Regions from separate parts of the Mus musculus genome. Here region 2 is linked to region 1. The links are chromatin contacts, called in public Hi-C maps. All regions are on one chromosome and are shown on one strand. Each heading gives the region's core, a stretch centred on a gene start, on an enhancer-like site or on the middle of the called end of the contact. The rest is flanking DNA. Distances are from core to core; before and after follow the strand shown. Region 1 overlaps Gm41308 (a long non-coding RNA gene). Region 2 overlaps Rims2 (regulating synaptic membrane exocytosis 2).

Region 1 (3,561 bases), core at 758-3,257:
ACTGCCTCTCTGCGCACTGCCTCTCTGCGCATCTCTCTGCGCATTGCTGACGCACTACGCAGGGCGGGGACTCCGCATAGGGCGGACCTTGAAGCCGACTGCCCTGAGGCCAATCAGCAAACTGGCCTTCGCCAGCCGCTTTTGGCTTCCTTAACTGATTAGCTAGCACTTTACCTGGCTGGTACCCTTTTTTCTCATAATGAGCTGCTTCTTCCTCCCAGTCTGTTTCTTCAGAGGAGAATTCTTCATCTGCTTCAGAGCTACTAAGAGCTGGCTCCCCGAGCCCATCCAGCGATGAGCACAGGCTCCTTTTCCTAGAGACCTCCGCTAATTGATCTTTCTTCTTTTCCCTTTTTCCTCTTTTTCTTCTAATCTCTCTCCAGGTATTCCTACCTAACCTTAACTTTTCCTCGGGTTCAAGACCCTTGGAAAGGCCTGTATACTTATTTTGTGTACCATATTTCCTCTTTGTTCCTACTCTCTCTCCCCGCTTTACTTCTGATAGCTTGTCCTGAATTTCATCCAGAATCCTCCCTGCCTTAACCACTTGATAACATGTGAAAAGGAACAAAAGGGCTTCTAACACTAGAAAAAATTCAAGGCCAAACATAACTTGTAAAGCCATTTTCCACTTTACTTCTGATAGACTGTCTTGAATTTCCTTAGAAAGTTCAAGATCAGACTTACCTCGTAAAGCTGTACTCACTGGTACTCTCGTTCCCCAGCTGAAAAGTTCTGAATTCATACAGTTGAATCCTTCTTAACAGTCTGCTTTACGGGAACCTTTATTACCGCGACCCGCAGTTCTGGTTCTGGAATGAGGGATCTTCCTTGCGCCAGTCCCGAGTTTTTTCTCGTCCCGGAATTCGGCACCAATTGTTATTAGACGCGTTCTCACGCCCGGCCAGGAAGAACACCACAGACCAGAATCTTCTGCGGCAAAACTTTATTGCTTACATCTTCAGGAGCAAGAGTGTAAGAAGCAAGAGAGCAAGAAGCAAGAGAGAGAGAAAACGAAACCCCGTCCCTATTTTAGGAGAGTTATCCCTCGCCTAGGACGTGTCACTCCCTGATTGGCTGCAGCCCATCGGCCGAGTTGACGTCACGGGGAAGGCAGAGCACATGGAGTGAAGAACCACCCTCGGCACATGCGCAGATTATTTGTTTACCACTTAGAACACAGCTGTCAGCGCCATCTTGTAACGGCGAATGTGGGCGCGGCTCCCAACACAAGGCCTTCCCCAAAGTCTTCCTCTGGTCCAATGCAAATGCTGACTATGCAGAAAACAGTCACTATAGTCTCCACCCACCCACCCCGGCCACGTTCACAAGCCTGAACAACTGTTCCCCTACAGAGACTACTCCCACCGAGATTAGCCATACCTGCCTCCTGGTTTAGCTGTCTATAGCCTATTCAGCTATATATAACCTATAAAGCCCTGCCTCGTTTATCTGAGTAAAGTAGCTCCTTATTCAGTTGCATGCCACTGAGTATGATAAACACGTTGAGCCTCCAGGATCCTTCAGTCTATCCATCAGAGAGCCCAGTCCACCCAATCCCAGCTTGTCTGTGTGTCCATGTGTTTGCCCTTACAGTTCTAGGACCCCACGCCATGCCAGAACCCCATGGGCATTTTCACACCTCAAGAGTAAAGTAGCAGCTGGCAGTTGCTGGCTTAGAAGTGCTATTTATAAATGACCCATCTCCCGTAAGTACCTACATTCCTATATAACCTCAGGAAACACACTGGCTCACCATGCCAGACATGGATAGGTTTATTTGCTCGGTTAGTGCTGCACCCAGGGTGAATAGACAACTGTTGATGTGTCCCTAGAACCCAAACAGGGCACCTAAACAAGGACATAACAGAGGGAAAGATGCTTTGGGCAACCTTAAGACATGCAAGGGAAGCATAGCAGTCCAAGGATGGAGCTGTGCACGCTGGGGGTGGGGGGAGGCATGGTGACCATCTTCTATGTGGTACAGAGTGACACCACCTTGATAAATGGAGATCTGCCACATGAGCACGGGGTGCCCCCAAGTGGCTGACGTGCTAGAGATCATTTTGCAGCATCTGTAACTCGTATGTATGGGAGCAGATTATAAGCAGGTGTGGCATCTGTGTTGGGGCCTTTGCTGTGGCTGTGCTAAGCAGTCCTCCTTGGTATCCAAAATCTTAACCTATGGGAAGAACTGGACAGGGAGAAGAAAAGGTAGGCCCTCACTCAGGCCAAGCTCTTGGTGTGCAGACGGGACTTGCATAGCAGACCAGTACAGGAATCTATGACAACCAGGGGTGACACTTTAGGAAAGCCTCTTTATTTTATTTTATTTTATTTTATTTTATTTTATTTTATTGAGACTGGGTATTTTGTAACTCTGCAGACAGACAATGCTGGCCTCCACCTATCTCTGCTTCCCCCAGTAGATAGTACTGAGGTTAAAGACTTGTGCTGCCCAGCAGGAAGGAGTTTGAGCAAATGTGAAAGACCCTCTCGTAGCCTAGTTAGTAGGGCTGTAGGACCTGGCAGTGGATGGCATCAGTCTGAGCATGGAGCTGATGAAGAACCTATGTAAAAAAAATTATTCAAGTCAAGCTGAGGGGGAATTAACTTGTCTTTGATGGGCTGGGTCACGTGAGCTCTTGTGGTTTGAATGAAAACTGGCTCCCATAGGCTGAGGCATTTGAACACCTGGCGCCAGTTACTGGTGCTGTTAGGGGAGGTTTAGAAGGTGTGTCCTTGCTGGCAGAAGTGTGTCACTGGGGTTGGGTTTTGAGAGGACATAGCCTCACCCTACTTCCAGTTTACACTTCCTGCTTTGTGCTTATAGTTGACATTGTGACCTCTCTTAGGTTTCCCGCTCCAGCCACCATGTTTGTCTCTGGAAAAGTCTGTCCCAATGCACACTTCTTCTTCTTCTTCTTCAAGCTGTCCTGGTCATAGTGCGTTGTCACAACAACAGAAAGTAACCAACACAAACATACAGACACTTGGTTGTCACAAACTGAAGTCCCCATGAATATCAGGGACTGGACACACCAGAGGAAGGTTTCCTGTGGGGACTACATCCTCATCAAGTAGTGACTGGTATTTGGCCAGTCACTGGTCCTGGTAGGACTGTTTTCATAAGAGAATTAAAGTATGTACAAGCTGGTGCGGTGGATGGCTCGGCAGGTGAAGGCACTAGCCACCAATCTTGACCTGAACTTGATCTCCTTGACTCACATGGTAGGGAGAAAACCAACCCCAGCAGAGCATCCTCTGACCCCTCACATGCACTGGGGCATAAAGGAATGTAGTCTTTAAAAGCAATTTAATTCAGCAGGGACCTTGGGGACTGTGTGGAGCCGTTAGTGGCTTTGTTGAGTCCAAAGGTAGGTCACGTGCTTTACAAAGTAGAAAAGGCTCTGGCAGATGCGAATGACTTAGACTGGCATGCAAGCTGGGTTTATACAGAGCTAGAATAATAGAAAGGCAGGCAGAGTGGGTCACGCGAAAGCAAATATGGCAAGATTTGTGTTGAGTCAGAATTCCTAAAGAAAACTGTTGACAGGAAGC
Region 2 (3,561 bases), core at 583-3,082, 740 kb before region 1:
AAGACAAAGACTTTCCATCAATATTTTCCAAAAAGAATGAGGGCATTTCTAAAGGTTTTACAATATGCTTGTATAGACTTCCTTATCAGTGGTCGCCAACAAGAAGAATCTGAAGAGACCATCATAAAAAATTCTTGAAAATATATTTCAAAAATTCTTGAAAGACCACAATGTTTGTCTTATACAATATGCATAAGAAACAAGAATTTCACTTCTTCCCTTTAAATATTACCTGAGTGACTAGAAATGACGATGTCATCAATAGTCATTGTGGCTATAATGAACTCATAGTTTATGGGCACTTTCATCTGTATAGTGCCACTTTAATCCTGTAATTTCCTTACTATAATTCCAAAATACGAAATCTCTGGAAAACAAAGCAAAAATCTCTTTCAAGAAAAATCCCTGATTCACATGTAAATATTCATCCATTTTGCTGGAGAAAAATGAGTGTGTTTAATTGGAGGCTGCTGTCCTGTCTACTGACAGTCACAGGACTATGGTCTGTGCACCTTTGCACTTCGAATGTCCAATTTGACATGAATCCTAGAGGACCTTGGCATTAGGATTTCAGTTTAGAGATCACAGCTTTTGTTTTTAACATTTTGTAGATTTTTGTAGAGCTTATTTAATTTTTTCACAACGAAATGTTATGATGGTGCTGAAACTCTAGTCAAAGCATCTCATTTTTATTTATTTTTTTATCTTCTACCCACAACTGGCCAAAAATGAAAACTCTTCTTCAGTATCAAAAGATTTCCTGTTCCAGGGCTGGGAAGAGCAGCTCAGTAGCTCAGAGAGTAAAGTGCTTACTATGCAAACATGAGGACATAAATCCACATCTCCCCGAATCCACAGAAAGCCAGACATAGTAGCCCACAGCAAGTGTAGTCCAGTGCTCCTACGTCGGGATCAAAGATGGGGACAGGAGAATTTCCGGATGCTTGAGAAACAGCTAGTCTGTCTTACAAAGCTTTCTAAAAACTAAGAGCCTGTGTCAAGGTGGAAGGAGCAGGTGAATACTGGATGCTGTCCTCTGACCTCCACATGAATGCATGTCACACCCACACACATAAAGAAATATGCACACACACATTAAATACACACACAAAGACTAAAAGATTTCATATCTCATATATCTTGTGTAAGCTAAAGTTAATGCAAATTTTTAAACAAAGTTTAATTTGTATCTAGCCTTCAAAAAACTTTTCCTGCTCCTTAAGTGTGTTCTGGTCCACACTGTTTTATGCAAATAGCTACACTTACTGCAATTAAAATTTACTGATCCAGAAGTTAAGCATACCATTTTTATGTCAATACCAATTTTTGCTGATCTTGTAAAAACGTCAAACCCAGACAAGATTTTTAAGGATAAATTATAAATAACTGTCGTAGACACTGCCAAACTTTACAGTATCAATCCTATTAACCCACGACTTATTTCTTGTTCTTCCACATGATGAGATACATTCCTTCTACTCTAACCTAGGCATGATCATAAAACATGCTTTGTACAAAATGTAAGCAGAAGTTATGCATGCACTTCTGAGAAGAAACTTAAGGAGACAATTTGATTCAACACTGTTCTCTACTGCTCTATGCACAACATTACAGAGAGTGTGTGCATACATAATAGTCTATGCCGGGGATGATAATGGTGCAGAATAGACACACGCACCCCGTAGCCCAGAGAAAGAATCATATAGAATAAAAAGTAAGTCAATGCTGTTCTACATATGGGCATTTGAGGACAGCATCGTCTATGACAGGCAGCCTATTAAAAATCCACTGCCTCTCGGTTCCAAATCTACCCTTCTCTGCCCAGCTTTGTATTTTTCCCTGGGGTGCAATGTTAAGATTTGACAGTAGAGGGAGCCATGATGACATTAAAGGAAGAAATGTCTCCGTGCTTTGTTGCTTTTGTTTACATGGCTACCTGGAGCTAATGAATACCCACTAGTATTAGACCTACTTGTATGCTTCACCAGCACCCCACAGGCCTTCCTTCCAGCAAATTCTGGAGGCACTCCCACCGGCAAGCTCTTAGTAAATCTGACTGACATTCCAATAAGCTTCCCAAAGGGTTCCTTGAGCACCACAGGCAGCCTATCCACCAAGGCCAACAGCCCCCACAAATGACTTCCTTTCATAAAAACAGACGACTTTGTTTGCCCTAGCTTGGCAAGCACCAGACAGCAAAGTGGGCCGCAGCCACACCTCCACAGTGTCTGAATCTCAGCCTCAGGCACAAAGGAAAAAGCTTCGTCCATTTTTTTCAATTCATGGGTACTCTGCCTCAGGATAATCTATATTAATGTTTTTCTGCTCAAAGAACTATCGTAGCTTCTATATTCTAACTGGACTCTGAAACATGGTCTATGCTAGCATATAACACAATAAATGGTAATATGAATGTATGTTAATATTTAGGGGTTATTTGTTGGATTTTATTTCACAGCTACTTCTAACATCCATGACTGCCAAATGATCTGATCACACTTTAAACACAGTCATAAAGCTGAACTCACAGAACTACTTTTTTCATTTAAACACACTCTTTGCTACTAATTCCAAAAGAACAAAATTATATACACACACACACACACACACACACACACATATATATATATATATATATACACTTTACTGTAAGAAAAGGAATAACCCCTCACAAACTATGCAGTCACTTGTTTCCCAGCTGAGGCTCTGTATTGTAGGCTGCAGTCTTTAGGGCAGGCATTTGAAAAGTATACTTTCTGCATTTTGCATTTTCTTTGATTGTTGTGTCCATGTTCTCTATGGAATCTTCTGCACCTGAGATTCTCTCCTCCATCTCTTGTATTCTGTTGCTGATGCTCAAATCTATGGTTCCTGATTTCTTTCCTAGTGCCTGGCAAACACAGAAGTGGATGCTCACAGTCAGCTATTGGATGGATCACAGGGCCCCCAATGGAGGAGCTAGAGAAAGTACCCAAGGAGCTGAAGGGATCTGCAACCCTATAGGAGGAACAACAATATGAACTAACCAGTACTCCCCGGAGCTCGTGTCTCTAGCTGCATATGTAGCAGAAGATGGCCTAGGCAGCCATCACTGGGAAGAGAGGCCCCTTGGTCTTGCAAACTTTATATGCCTCAGTTTAGGGGAACGCCAGGGCCAAGAAGTGGGAGTGGGTGGGTAGGGGAGTAGGGGGTATGGGGGACTTTTGGGATAGCATTTGAAATGTAAATGAAGAAAATACCTAATTAAAAAATTGAAAAAAAACAGCAAAAAGAAAAGAAGAAAGAAAGGTGCACTTCTGTTCTTCTGGCTCTAGCACATGTGTTTTCTCTGCTTCCTGACCCCTACCCTGTGCACGACCACACCAAGTGCTGCTGCCACCACGGATCAGGACAAGAAGCTTTGCCTCATCCGTTCACTAGGACCCTCAGAAATTACAAGTGAAAATTGTCTTTCTTCCCTTGAGCTGTTTAGTCACAGCTACAAGAAAAGTTAATAGTTACACAGATCTTTACTTAAATTGCAATATAAAATATGCAGCACAGCCTTCATACAGTGAAAAT

What was found. A called contact is a pair of places that touch in the nucleus more often than the background predicts.
Region 2: a contact with region 1 is called in a Hi-C map of the N1E-115 cell line, with 8 times the contacts expected there. The contact joins two enhancer-like sites. A contact is called at or near these places in 3 of 484 Hi-C or Micro-C datasets (the C10 cell line, the N1E-115 cell line and the P5424 cell line) and 2 of 115 datasets of contacts at active chromatin or transcription factors (large pre-B cells and pancreatic cancer cells).

The regions. Positions count from the first base shown.
Region 1 is chr15:38,476,462-38,480,022 of GRCm38.p6, reverse strand. It overlaps Gm41308 (a long non-coding RNA gene), which reads right to left. Exons shown (of 2, transcript XR_001781662.1): 2 at 1,753-2,570. Among named protein-coding and RNA genes, the nearest start is that of Gm41308, 5.0 kb to the right of the region's middle. Within about 2 kb of position 2,007, at least 34 of the 459 cell types and tissues checked have an H3K27ac peak or open chromatin away from gene starts, as enhancers often do. A contact at or near this core is called in the N1E-115 cell line, where this site is marked.
Region 2 is chr15:39,215,757-39,219,317 of GRCm38.p6, reverse strand. The region is part of intron 1 of Rims2 (regulating synaptic membrane exocytosis 2); the gene reads right to left. Among named protein-coding and RNA genes, the nearest start is that of Rims2, 19 kb to the right of the region's middle. Within about 2 kb of position 1,832, at least 37 of the 459 cell types and tissues checked have an H3K27ac peak or open chromatin away from gene starts, as enhancers often do. A contact at or near this core is called in the N1E-115 cell line, where this site is marked.